Linked DNA regions of Zea mays: all the other regions are linked to region 3. Evidence: chromatin contacts called from public Hi-C data. All regions are on one chromosome and are shown on one strand. The core of a region is the stretch at or near the end of the contact, and the rest is flanking DNA. Distances in the headings are between cores, read along the strand shown. Region 1 holds the start of LOC100281776 (ATP binding protein). Region 2 holds the start of LOC100216776. Region 3 holds the start of LOC100273657 (BCL-2 binding anthanogene-1). Region 4 holds the start of LOC100382706 (Protein ESKIMO 1).

Region 1 (2,700 bases), core at 156-2,655, 190 kb after region 3:
GCTGCTTTTACAGACCACCCTTCCATATTCCATAGACGACTTGTTAAAATAAGCAGGCATGTCCTATTTGTTTCCTCTTTTTCTGGACATGATTCTTGCAGATGTTGATTCCTAGTATCACCAAACTCTTGTGATCTTGTCGATTATTAGATTCTTGATTGCTAGTTTAATTTTCTATCCTGGACAACAAAAGCTATGGAGAGGACTGAGATAATCTTAGAGGGTGTTTGATTCTACCCAACTAAAGTTTAGGTTTTGTCGTATCGAAAGTTTGAACGATAATTACGAGTATTAAATATAGTCTAATTATAAAACTAATGAAATATATGAAGACTAAAAGATGTGACGAATTTATTAAACCTAATTAAGTATATATTTAATATTCAAACAACATGAACTAAACTTCGGAAGGGGAATTTAACGAAAATATACGATTCTGGCCACCTTGGTATAGATGGACAAACGGGCCGGCACGGCCCATGGTCGACACGGTCCATCAGGCCCAGCTAGCGAAGCGTGCCGTGCCAGATGGGCCGACGTGCCGTGATCGCGGCCCAGGCACGGCCCGTCAACCTGTTAGTCGTACCGGGTCGACCTGGTGGCACTATGGCCCATCTGAGTGTATTGTATAATTTAGCAAAAAAATATGTAGTTGTGGGGGCTTAAACTCACAATTCGAGTGCATAAGAGGTTTAAACGCATCCATCTAGTCAGTGCGGCTGCAGTTTTATTGTGTTATATGTTGAATTCTTATACTTAATATATGTAAACTATTATTTTTAAAATAAAAAATGTAATCGTGTCGTGCCCGTGCCAGCACTACGGGTCGAGATAGTGACCCAGACACGATACTATAGCCGTGCCGTGCCAGACACTGGCACTATACTAACCGGGTCGTGTCTGGACCGTGCTTTTTCGTGTCGTAACTGGGCTGACCCATCGTGTTAGTACCAAATGGCTATCTATACACCTTGGTTGCCGCTAAATAAGCCCAAACAAACAGGCTAATCTGTTGGATGGACTTAGGGGGTGTTTGGTTGCTCCTGCTAAAGTTTAGCTCGGGTCACATCAAGCGTTTGACTTTTAAATAGGAGTATGAAATATAAACCCAACCAACTGGACTAGATTCGTCTCGTCTTTTAATCTTCGGCTGACAAATTAGTTTTATAATCCGACTACATTTAATACCCGGAACGGAGGTTCAAACATTCGATCGGACAGGGGCTAAATTTTAGCGGGGTGTAACCAAACACCCCCTTAAAGGAAACAAACCGGACCAGAATCTGATGACTTGACTATACTGTAGAATGCCTGTCTAGTGTCTACACTCGCCAACCGCCTCGAAGGCCGAAGGGACTGAAACGCAACTGCGGCAACCTTTTTATGCGGACGCGCGACAGCTGCGATCCGTGCGCCTCTGCAATCCTCTGTCTCTCTTTCCTCTGACTTCGCTGCCTCCTCGTCCGTCTCGCCCGGTCCTCTCACTCGAAGACTCTCGCTTCGCTTCCAAGTTCACCCCAATGGCGACGCAACCGCTTACATCACCGCGCGCTTGAGCGAGAGACCGATAGCCCCCACCAACCGCGCGCCTTCGCGGAGCATGGCGGCGCCGGGGCTGGACAAGGTCATGGCGTTCCTCACCGACCACGGCTTCGCCGGCGCGGCCTCCGCGCTTCGTGACGACGTCCTTGAACGCACCGCCGCCGGGGACGAAAGCCACGACGCCGCATTAGATCCCCACCTCCCGCCGCTCCGGATGCCCGCCTCCGCCGGCGGTGCCGGTGCCGGTGCCGGTGCCGGCGCTGGCGCTGGCACGCCGACGCCCGCGAGCCCCGGTTCCAGCTCCGGTTCGGCGTCCTCATCAGCTTTCGTAAGCTTGCGCTCCACACCCTCAGGTACCCAAGGCACGGGGCATTTTTGTCGGGAGCTTTAAACCTTCTCCTCCTTGCTTTCCGTGGGGCGTATTACACAATCTCGATCTGTGCGCCGATATTTCCGCGGCTATGGCTTCGGGACCAATTCGGCGCTGATGGTTGGATTAGCGCGCGTGTGTTTTTCCCTGTGGAGATGAACTTTATAGCATAATTGATCTTCGATTTGTACGAGAGTTGTTAAACCTCTCCGACATTTTAATTTCCGTCTCTGGCGCTTGGTTTTGTGTTTAGTGACGAATTTCTGCACATTTCACTAATTCTGAACGAAACTCCCTTGTTGTTTTGCCGATTATAGGGCTGTTGAATCCGTATGGACTATGGTCGCCGCGGCATTCGCAGTCGGACGCGTCTTCATCGGAGATGGAGTTTGGTACAGCGCGCCAGTACGACACCACCGACCTCTTCTTCCAAGAGGATTGGCTCTACGACGATCACCTCTTCCCTAGCAAGCTGGACGATGAGGATGACGAAGGCAAAGAGGAGGACAAATTTGTACTGGATGCTCACGATGGTTCGGAGCAGGTTGAAATAGGCAAGCTTGGTGCAGGCCATAACCACCGTCACGAACACATCGGTGGTGACCGATGCGAGGGTTGTGCTGAGGTGTACATATGCTCATCGCCACTCTGTGGTTGTTGTGGAGGGGGACTCAAGAATGATGGGCTTGATGTGGCCAGGAGCTCAAGCTCCACTGTGTATGGGAGATACAAGATCATGGATGACCAGACAGAGATATTGGATGATTGTGCGCAGGATGCGTTTCAGT
Region 2 (2,701 bases), core at 66-2,565, 220 kb after region 3:
CGTACAATAGTAGGAAGACTAGATGATTCATATGCAGAAACTAAAGTCTCATCCAAGTCAAGCACTACCTGAACAGACAGCTCTAATGTTGTGAGAATATCCGATGCGCAAACATAAGAGACAAATGTTTAGTCTGACTTCATTTCAAGGAACTTAAGTAGTAATGTTTAGCAACGATATGACTTCCAGTTTCAGTTTCAGCTCCTTTTATGAGAAGCTATAAGCTTCTTTGCCGATCCAAACTATCAGAAATCTAACTATGGGCATACCTTACAGTATAACAGCCCGTGTACTGGATCAGCTGATAAGATAGTATATATGTCATAATCCAGCTACAATCAAGATGTTTTTAACAATGATAGAAGGTTATCTACTCACCTACACAGAATGACAGGGAACCAGTATTCTGGAACTACCCACAGCTTCACTTGAAGGCCACCGGAAACATATCACCGCCAGTATGGAGAGGAGATGATAATGCAGCCGTAAGTATGTACTACTAAAACGATCAAGGCCTTATTTTGCAATTGCAGAGCAACTAATTGCCCATGCTAGTAACCAAATCATCGGGGAAGGTCTGCTATATAGTCCAAATACTAATTATTCTATAACCAAAAATCAACAATACTACCTGAACTAAACCACCAAATCTCCGTTAGCCTTAAATCAGCCACTCCAACTAATCCCAATCATCCCCAAATACCGAAGCATAATCCAATTTGATCAGCACGTCCAAGACCAAATACTATTTGATTGAAACCCTTCTACTCCTACTTCACAAAGGCGCCATTTCCCCACCCCGGACATCTCAAAAGCTCCACCGAATCGAATAAAAAAAATCGAAGCTCCGTACCTTGAGGCGGCCCAGGGGCTCAGGCGCAGGTGTCGGGGCAGGTGCCGCGTCAGCTGGGATCTCGGAGCGGAGCGGCATGAAGGCCACCTCCGGCGACGGGTTCGAGGCTGTGGGCCCGGAGAGGAGCGGGTAGCGGACGCCGACGAAGGATAAGAGCTGGGCGCAGGACGGCGTGCCTCGAAGGATCTGGAGCAGAACCTGAACAAGGAAGCCGATCCACCCTACCACCGTCCGCCACGCCTGCGACGCCGCCTTCTCCCGCTGCTGCTGCGCCGCCGCCGCCGCGGTCGGCGAGTACACTTCTGCCGCCGCCATAGACGCCGGGTACGAGCTGCCGCGCCACGTGGAGCTTCCGGTCCCGGAGGCTGGAGACGGGGAGGACGGAGGGGAGGCGAGGCCGAAGGCAACCGGAGGAGGTGGAGGTGGTGCCGTGGTGGTCGGTCTCCGCGCCCGCGCCCGTGGTGTTTTTGCGGGCGGGTGAGCTTAGCGGAATAGGGTATTCGTGATAGGTGGAGATTCATATGTCCCCACCTGTCATGGACAGTACAGCTGGACTGGAGAGCTGCCGCGAGTGGTAACTATCGTACGCGCACACGCAGGGTTCGTGCAATTTTCCAGTGTTTCTTTTATTATTATTGTTTCGTATTTCTAGCACTGGCTTGATGTTCAGTCTGGTTTAACCCCCTCTATTTCTCTTCGCTGTGACGGAAACATCGACGGAGGTACAGTGATTTTGACCCACATTACCACAGCTTTTTAATAAACATATGTTGTAGATCTCAACCGGTCGTGTTTGATTTGGGTAGCACCGTATCCTTTTGTCATACGCTAAACTCTCAAAACGCATGGATTGGTTGACACAATCTTTACTGGACTAATTGCAGACTAGAGAGAGGTTCTTAGTCAATCCTGAGCACGGCTATTGTAGCAATATATAGACTACATAATACTGCTTGAAAAAAAAATATCTCTTTGACCATAAAGTGTGTGTGAGAAACGATCACAGCAACCAAGTGCAAAAAATTAGCTGTCACAGCACGATATTCCTCCAGGCCTGCTCTAAACACGCCATGCTCCGAACCGAAGGCATTGCTTTTCTTTGTGATCATAACAAAGTACCTTTGGTCCCCTTTGTGTTCCAAGAACAACGAAAGCAAGTGCGGGCCATGCTGAGTGTATATATTACTTGAATAGGCAGCCAGGCACGGAGGCACCCAAGTACCTAACCAAAGCCAGGTAGACAGAGACACACATGACCTCTTCTAGCTGGGTCCAACCGTTCAACTAACATCCACCACGTGTTCTCGAAGGGGGGAAATACAGAAATGGCCCTCTGCAAGGAGTAAACATCGTGACAAGTCTCGATCAAATTACTATACTACAATATGGTATGGTCCACGATATTCGTTATCCGTCCGTTTGGTTGGTTGTACCGAGGGAGAAACAGCATCCACAAATTCTCAAATCACATTTTATTTGTTTCACTTCTCTGCATAACCAGGCTGAGTAGGTGCAAGAAACAACAGCGAGCCAGGCCCGCCAGAAACGATCGCTCGGCACGTACGCGCGCATGCAGGCGCGGTGCAGCCACGCCCGTACGGACCAGGCTGGCACCGTCCAACAACCAAACATGCGGTATGTGATGATAGTCATGCCACGCACAGACGTGTTCATAGAGAGAATTGCTAGGATGAGACCGTGAGGTTTTTTTAATAATACTCTCTCTATATATCTATCCTTTTGATTAGGACGTTTATTATCAATATTAAAACAAGCGTATGAAGTTCGAGTTCTTCTGATGTTGCTCTAATCAGTCACACGATTTACGTAATCCGCCGAATACCGTGA
Region 3 (2,700 bases), core at 68-2,567:
CGTTTCATTGTGGATATAATGAACGTTGAAGTTATTGGTTTGTAAGGGATTTTACTAAACATAATGTTTTATAAAAAGAGGGTTAGAATGCTTTTCAAGCACAAATAAAACTTGATCAACTAAAAGCAACCGCTCAAGCTAGCCCACTATATAGCCAACCCACTTTTACCAAAGTGAGGTACTTGTTGAGTGCGAAAGTACTCACTCTAGCCTTTTCCACCCCTGTCCTATGTACTTTTTATATCTATATGGAGAACATGTGTCCTGAACTTAGAAATTTTAGGACTACGACGAGTTCTAGGCTTGAGATTGGAAGGTCTACTGGTGGATTTAAAACAGTATCGCGATTATGTAATAAATACTCTATTTTGATATAATAAAGCATTGTGTTTTGATATAGTCTATTATATGACATCGCTATACATGTGATTCTTGATCCGATTACATGTATTGTGGGTATTCGGTTTTATCCTTAAAGCTGTGTGCCAGATTTGCACTTCGCTTGTTTCGATCATGATCCTAATTTTGTACTAATAATACCCGAAAGATATAACCGATATGCAGTCATATTAAATGGTATTAGTATAGAAGCTAATGTCGCTATTATGGATGTATTTCACGATGAAATGACCATAGTACTTGCTCTTGCTTAGGACTAGCATGCAATGGAAATTAGTCTTCATTTGATCTCATGAGTATTTATGTGAAAATATTGCATTTGCTTAAAAACATTTTTGTGAATAAATATCAATAGAACACGTATAGCATATAAAGTAGATATTTTCAAACGATCTCAAGGGCAAATTAAAGAGGTCATCCCAACCAAAATCTTTAGATCTGGAACTGTCGTGTACCTTAAATTAACAATTTGTGAATATTAGATTTACCATAAAGCTGTTACGCAGTAAATCTCAAATCCACATTCACTTTTTTTTAGACGCAGGCGCAGCCGAGATTGAACAAGCAAAGGGTCCTACACTAGAATTGACGAGTCCTTTGTACCGGGCTGGGAGCCTGGGATAGCTGCTCATGATATTGCCCGTTGCGAAGTGCAAAAAAAAAACACGAAAGCCACACCACGAAGCGGATGATTCATCCAAACCAAAATTTCACGTGGGGGACGGGGCCAACCGAGCGCCGCACAACCTCTCGAGTCTCCACCGAGTTCTCGACCATGCCACGAGGCCGGCCCTAATGAGGCCCGGTCCTCGCCGACCCCATAAGCTCTCTCGTGGGGACCGTCCTATCCACGGCGGACACGGCGAGTCAGCACAGCAACAGCGCACAGCAGCACACGGTATCCGTCCCGGGCCGGAGCCAACTCCCCAAGCCAGTCCAGTCCTTCCGTCCACCCATCCATCGTCCCCGCCTGCACCTCGCGAGCATCCAAAGCTGTACTTGCGGCAAGTTCTCGCAAAATCCTACTCCCACCGCCGACTCGTACCTCCGCTCCCCTCCTCCCCAACCCTTCCACGCTTGCTTCTCCGGGAGGGAAGGCACACGGGAGGTCGCCCCGCCACCCATCGCAAAAGCCACGCGCCACCAAACTCTTTTTTCCCTCACCCAGTCGCTTTCGCGTTCAGCGCGAGCTGAGCCAGCCAGTGGGTCGGTCGCTGGAGGCGGAGCCATAAAGGCGTCAGCGACGGCAGCATGATGAGCGGCAGATCGGGCGGGAGGGACGCCGAGGGCGAGTGGGAGGTTCGGCCCGGCGGGATGCTGGTGCAGCGCAGGGACGGTGAGGCGGCCGGCCCCGTCATCAGGATCAGGGTCTCCCACGGCGCCAACTTCCGCGAGGTCGTCGTGCCGGCGCAGGCTACCTTCGGTACGCTAGCCAACCCTGTTCGTTAGTCGTTACTGATCCCTACTCCCTTATGTCGCATATTCGCTTTGGCGAAGATGTATAGGAGGAATTGGGTTTTGGATCTTGACATGTCAACTGACAATCTAGTGGATTTTAGTTTAAGTCAACACGATTTTTCAGTTCTTTCTCCCAGTCCCAGCTATTGATTTTAGATTCCAGACGAGTCTAGACGAACAACAGATGGTTCTCGAATGTTTTCATGTCAGGATGAAAAGTGCTTACGTACTTGATGAATCGATCATGACCCTGCTCCGGCAACTTTACCGTGCTGAACGGCGACAAGATACCTACTAACTGTTATCGGTTAGCTTTTCGTACTAATCCTTGACCATCTGTTTCAATGTTATAGAAGTAGTAGTACTTATACCATCCATTGATCCATAAGTAGTACTAGTTATTCTTCTTATTGATAACACTAGCGTTTAAAAATGAACAAGCCGGCGACAAATATTCGAGAACGGATGTAGTACATTAATAACACCTGGCCAGTTGTGATGATCAAACATCAATTGGAACCTCATTGGCTTATAGCCTCACGTGCAATGGGACAAACCATTACATCACCTAGTAGGTCTTTACATGCGCGGGGAGCATTTTGTCAGTCAATCTGTATACAGTTTATCATTGGAAAGAAGCAGATACGATTACCTTTACCCCCAAATAATCAATAAACCTGCATAAATGATTCTTGCTTCTGCATTGATTGCTTGAAGGTGCTGGTTTACAATATTCTAATAGGCACTTTGTAATTTTGTATATGAAGGTGAGTTGAAGAGGATCCTTGTTCAGACTACTGGCTTGGAGCCTGAGAGGCAGAGGCTCTTCTTCCGTGGGAAGGA
Region 4 (2,700 bases), core at 12-2,511, 190 kb before region 3:
TTTCAAAATCCAGGAGTGATCCAGGTCCCCCGGTACCAAGAGAAGTCTCCTCTGTCACACCGTACTGGAATAATAATCAGCCGTCACGTCGTCGACGCAACCCCGTCATTTCCAGAAGCCTCGAAACCGGACGCTGCACATGACATACAGAACGTCAGCTGGAATGTCACGCGTTATTGTACTGTACCAATCAAGGCGACGAAAACATATTGGGAGAGAGATCAAGTGAAATCGTGGTATATTTACATGTGAGGCACGCGCACGTATACGTTCTTCGTTTTCGAGAGGAAATGCGTGTTCATGTTGTTCTCAACATGTGCTCGTCGTACCATCACCATCATCATCATATTTCGAAAACAGGCTGCTGCCCCCTGTATATATAGAATGGAGTTACCCCGTTGACCTGACAGCATCAGATCGGACAGATAAAATCGTTCAAACATATGTGGCCATTTACTGGTAGCAGCTCACCGTCCAACAAGATAGCTAGCTCTGCACCTTTTCTACCGTATACTAAGAGGGTGTTTAAATGCACTAAAACTAATAGTTAGCCGCTAAAATTAGTTGAGACATCCAAACAAACTAGCTAATAATTTAACTATTAGCTATTTTTAGTAAATTAGTTAATAGTTAGGTAGTTATTTATTAGCAAGCTAATTTCACTAATAATTTTTAGCCAGCTAACTATTAGTTCTAGTGCATTCAAACACCCCTAATTCCACTAGCAAATTTTTAGTCAATTAGCTATTAACTCCTCCTAAATTATTAATGGTTCTGGAATAACAGTTGGATCGGTTACAGATCTTTTCCGATCTCCTCAATAATAATGTTTAGAGGTGTGTGTGTGCGTGTATAGAGTACTATTCAATACGTACGGTGCTGTGCATACGAAGTATTTGTTGAAACTAAACTAGTCCAAATATGTCAGTGACGTGCTGTACCACGTTTGTCCATGCCTCTCGTCTCGTCTCCAATGGCCAGGTCGCGACGACTAGTAGGAGAATTTGTCAAGGAATAAAAACGAATCACCCGTTGCATCCATCCAATTAATGCCTGTTGCTTGCACTTGCCCGTTCAACGGCTGCCCAGCCCAGGGAAGAAGAGAAGGGTGTGAGAAGCATCCAGGGGATTGGCATCGTCCCCTCCTCACCAAATCCGCAGCCCCCCGGTGCTGACTCCCCGCCCCCGGCCGGGGCTCGCCACAAACCCATAAAGACCGCCCCGACGATCCGGCTTCCCCCGCTTTCTGAGTTCTGATCGCGGTCGCGGCACGCCATCGACCGGTCTGTCCAAGCGAAAACACAGTAGTCCGGCTCCGGCGCACAGGGAGATCGAGAGAGAGAGAGGGCTATACTAGGCACTAGCTAGGATCAGCCAGCGCGGGCGCCATGAGCTTGGCGGGGCGGCGCAAGTCGTCGCACGCGGGCGCGGGAGCCGGCGCCGGCGCCGGCGCCCTCGACGCGTCCGCCACGAAGCACGCCACGACGTCGCTGCGCAAGGGCGGGCGGCTGCCGGTCTACGTGGCGAGCGTCTTCTTCTTCCTCTGCGTGGTGGTGATGTACGGCGAGGACATCCGGTCGCTGACGATCGAGCCGCTCACGCGCGTGCCCGCGCCAGCGGTGCCGGGCACCACGGGCGCTGGTGGGCGGCAAGTCGTGGTGGTGCCCCGGCGAGACATCTCCGCTTCTGAGAAGCCCGCCGCCGTGCTGCACCGCGGCGAGCAGGAGAAGCCGAAGAAGCACGCGGTGACCACGACGACGACGACGACGGCGCCGCCGGTGGCTGTCGAGAAGCCGCAGCAGAAGGTGGTCGCCACCGCCGCCGCCAAGAGCGAGAGGAATACGGCCAAGAAGGCGGCGGCGAAGAAGAAGAAGAAGCCGCGCAGGCAGCAGCGCGCGGCGAAGAAGACGGTGGTGCCGCCCGCGCTGGGCGTGCCGGAGACTTGCGACCTGTCCAAGGGGCGGTGGGTGTTCGACAACACGAGCTACCCGCTGTACCGGGAGGAGGAGTGCGAGTTCCTGACGTCGCAGGTGACGTGCATGAAGAACGGGCGGCGCGACGACACGTACCAGAAGTGGCGGTGGCAGCCCAAGGGATGCTCCATGCCCAGGTACGGTACGGGGCTCGGCTCGCGCTGTGGCAAACAATATGTGCTAGCTAGCTAAACGGCGAGGCCTTTGGAATTCCATCCCTGCAGGTTCGACGCGAAGCTGTTCATGGAGAGGCTCCGGGGCAAGCGGTTCATGTTCGTGGGGGACTCGCTGAACCGCAACCAGTGGGAGTCCATGGTGTGCCTGGTGCAGTCGGCGTCCCCGCCGGGGAAGAAGTACGTCACATGGGAGGGCCAGCGCGTCGTCTTCCACGCCTGGGTTCGTATCGTACCTGCCATTGTCCCTTTCCGCCTGCTTTAGCAAAGGACTCGTAATCCTCTGGCAGCTAGCCAAGAGGGCCCACGGGTGCCCTAGCTAACACTGCAATTCGTTCAAGTTTTCCGTCCATTTTTCAACCGTGACGCGTGCACGTTGGTGACGGGCGGCTAGCTAGGTGCACCAAACCTCTCGCGCGCGTTTCCCTGGGCCGTCGCTGACCAGGCCTGTAAATGCAATGCAATGCAGGAGTACAACGCGACGGTGGAGTTCTACTGGGCGCCGTTCCTTGTGGAGTCGAACTCGGACGACCCCAAGATCCACAGCATCCAGC

What was found. A called contact is a pair of places that touch in the nucleus more often than the background predicts.
Region 1: a contact with region 3 is called in a Hi-C map of ear, with 2.6 times the contacts expected there. The contact joins the promoter of LOC100281776 here to the promoter of LOC100273657 in region 3. A contact is called at or near these places in 5 of 25 Hi-C or Micro-C datasets (bundle sheath, ear, leaf and 1 more).
Region 2: a contact with region 3 is called in a Hi-C map of bundle sheath, with 6 times the contacts expected there. The contact joins the promoter of LOC100216776 here to the promoter of LOC100273657 in region 3. A contact is called at or near these places in 3 of 25 Hi-C or Micro-C datasets (bundle sheath, ear and tassel).
Region 4: a contact with region 3 is called in a Hi-C map of tassel, with 4 times the contacts expected there. The contact joins the promoter of LOC100382706 here to the promoter of LOC100273657 in region 3. A contact is called at or near these places in 6 of 25 Hi-C or Micro-C datasets (bundle sheath, ear, endosperm and 2 more).

Annotation. Positions count from the first base shown.
Region 1 is chr3:187,848,607-187,851,306 of Zm-B73-REFERENCE-NAM-5.0, reverse strand. LOC100281776 (ATP binding protein) reads left to right here and starts at 1,405. Exons shown (of 9, transcript NM_001411906.1): 1 at 1,405-1,895; 2 at 2,230-2,700. The coding sequence starts at 1,601.
Region 2 is chr3:187,818,983-187,821,683 of Zm-B73-REFERENCE-NAM-5.0, reverse strand. It overlaps LOC100216776, which reads right to left and starts at 1,315. Exons shown (of 7, transcript NM_001143175.1): 1 at 854-1,315; 2 at 1-68. The coding sequence starts at 1,168.
Region 3 is chr3:188,039,041-188,041,740 of Zm-B73-REFERENCE-NAM-5.0, reverse strand. LOC100273657 (BCL-2 binding anthanogene-1) reads left to right here and starts at 1,317. Exons shown (of 4, transcript NM_001148071.1): 1 at 1,317-1,822; 2 at 2,625-2,700. The coding sequence starts at 1,651.
Region 4 is chr3:188,230,604-188,233,303 of Zm-B73-REFERENCE-NAM-5.0, reverse strand. It overlaps LOC100382706 (Protein ESKIMO 1), which reads left to right and starts at 1,261. Exons shown (of 5, transcript NM_001175429.1): 1 at 1,261-2,110; 2 at 2,198-2,369; 3 at 2,616-2,700. The coding sequence starts at 1,389.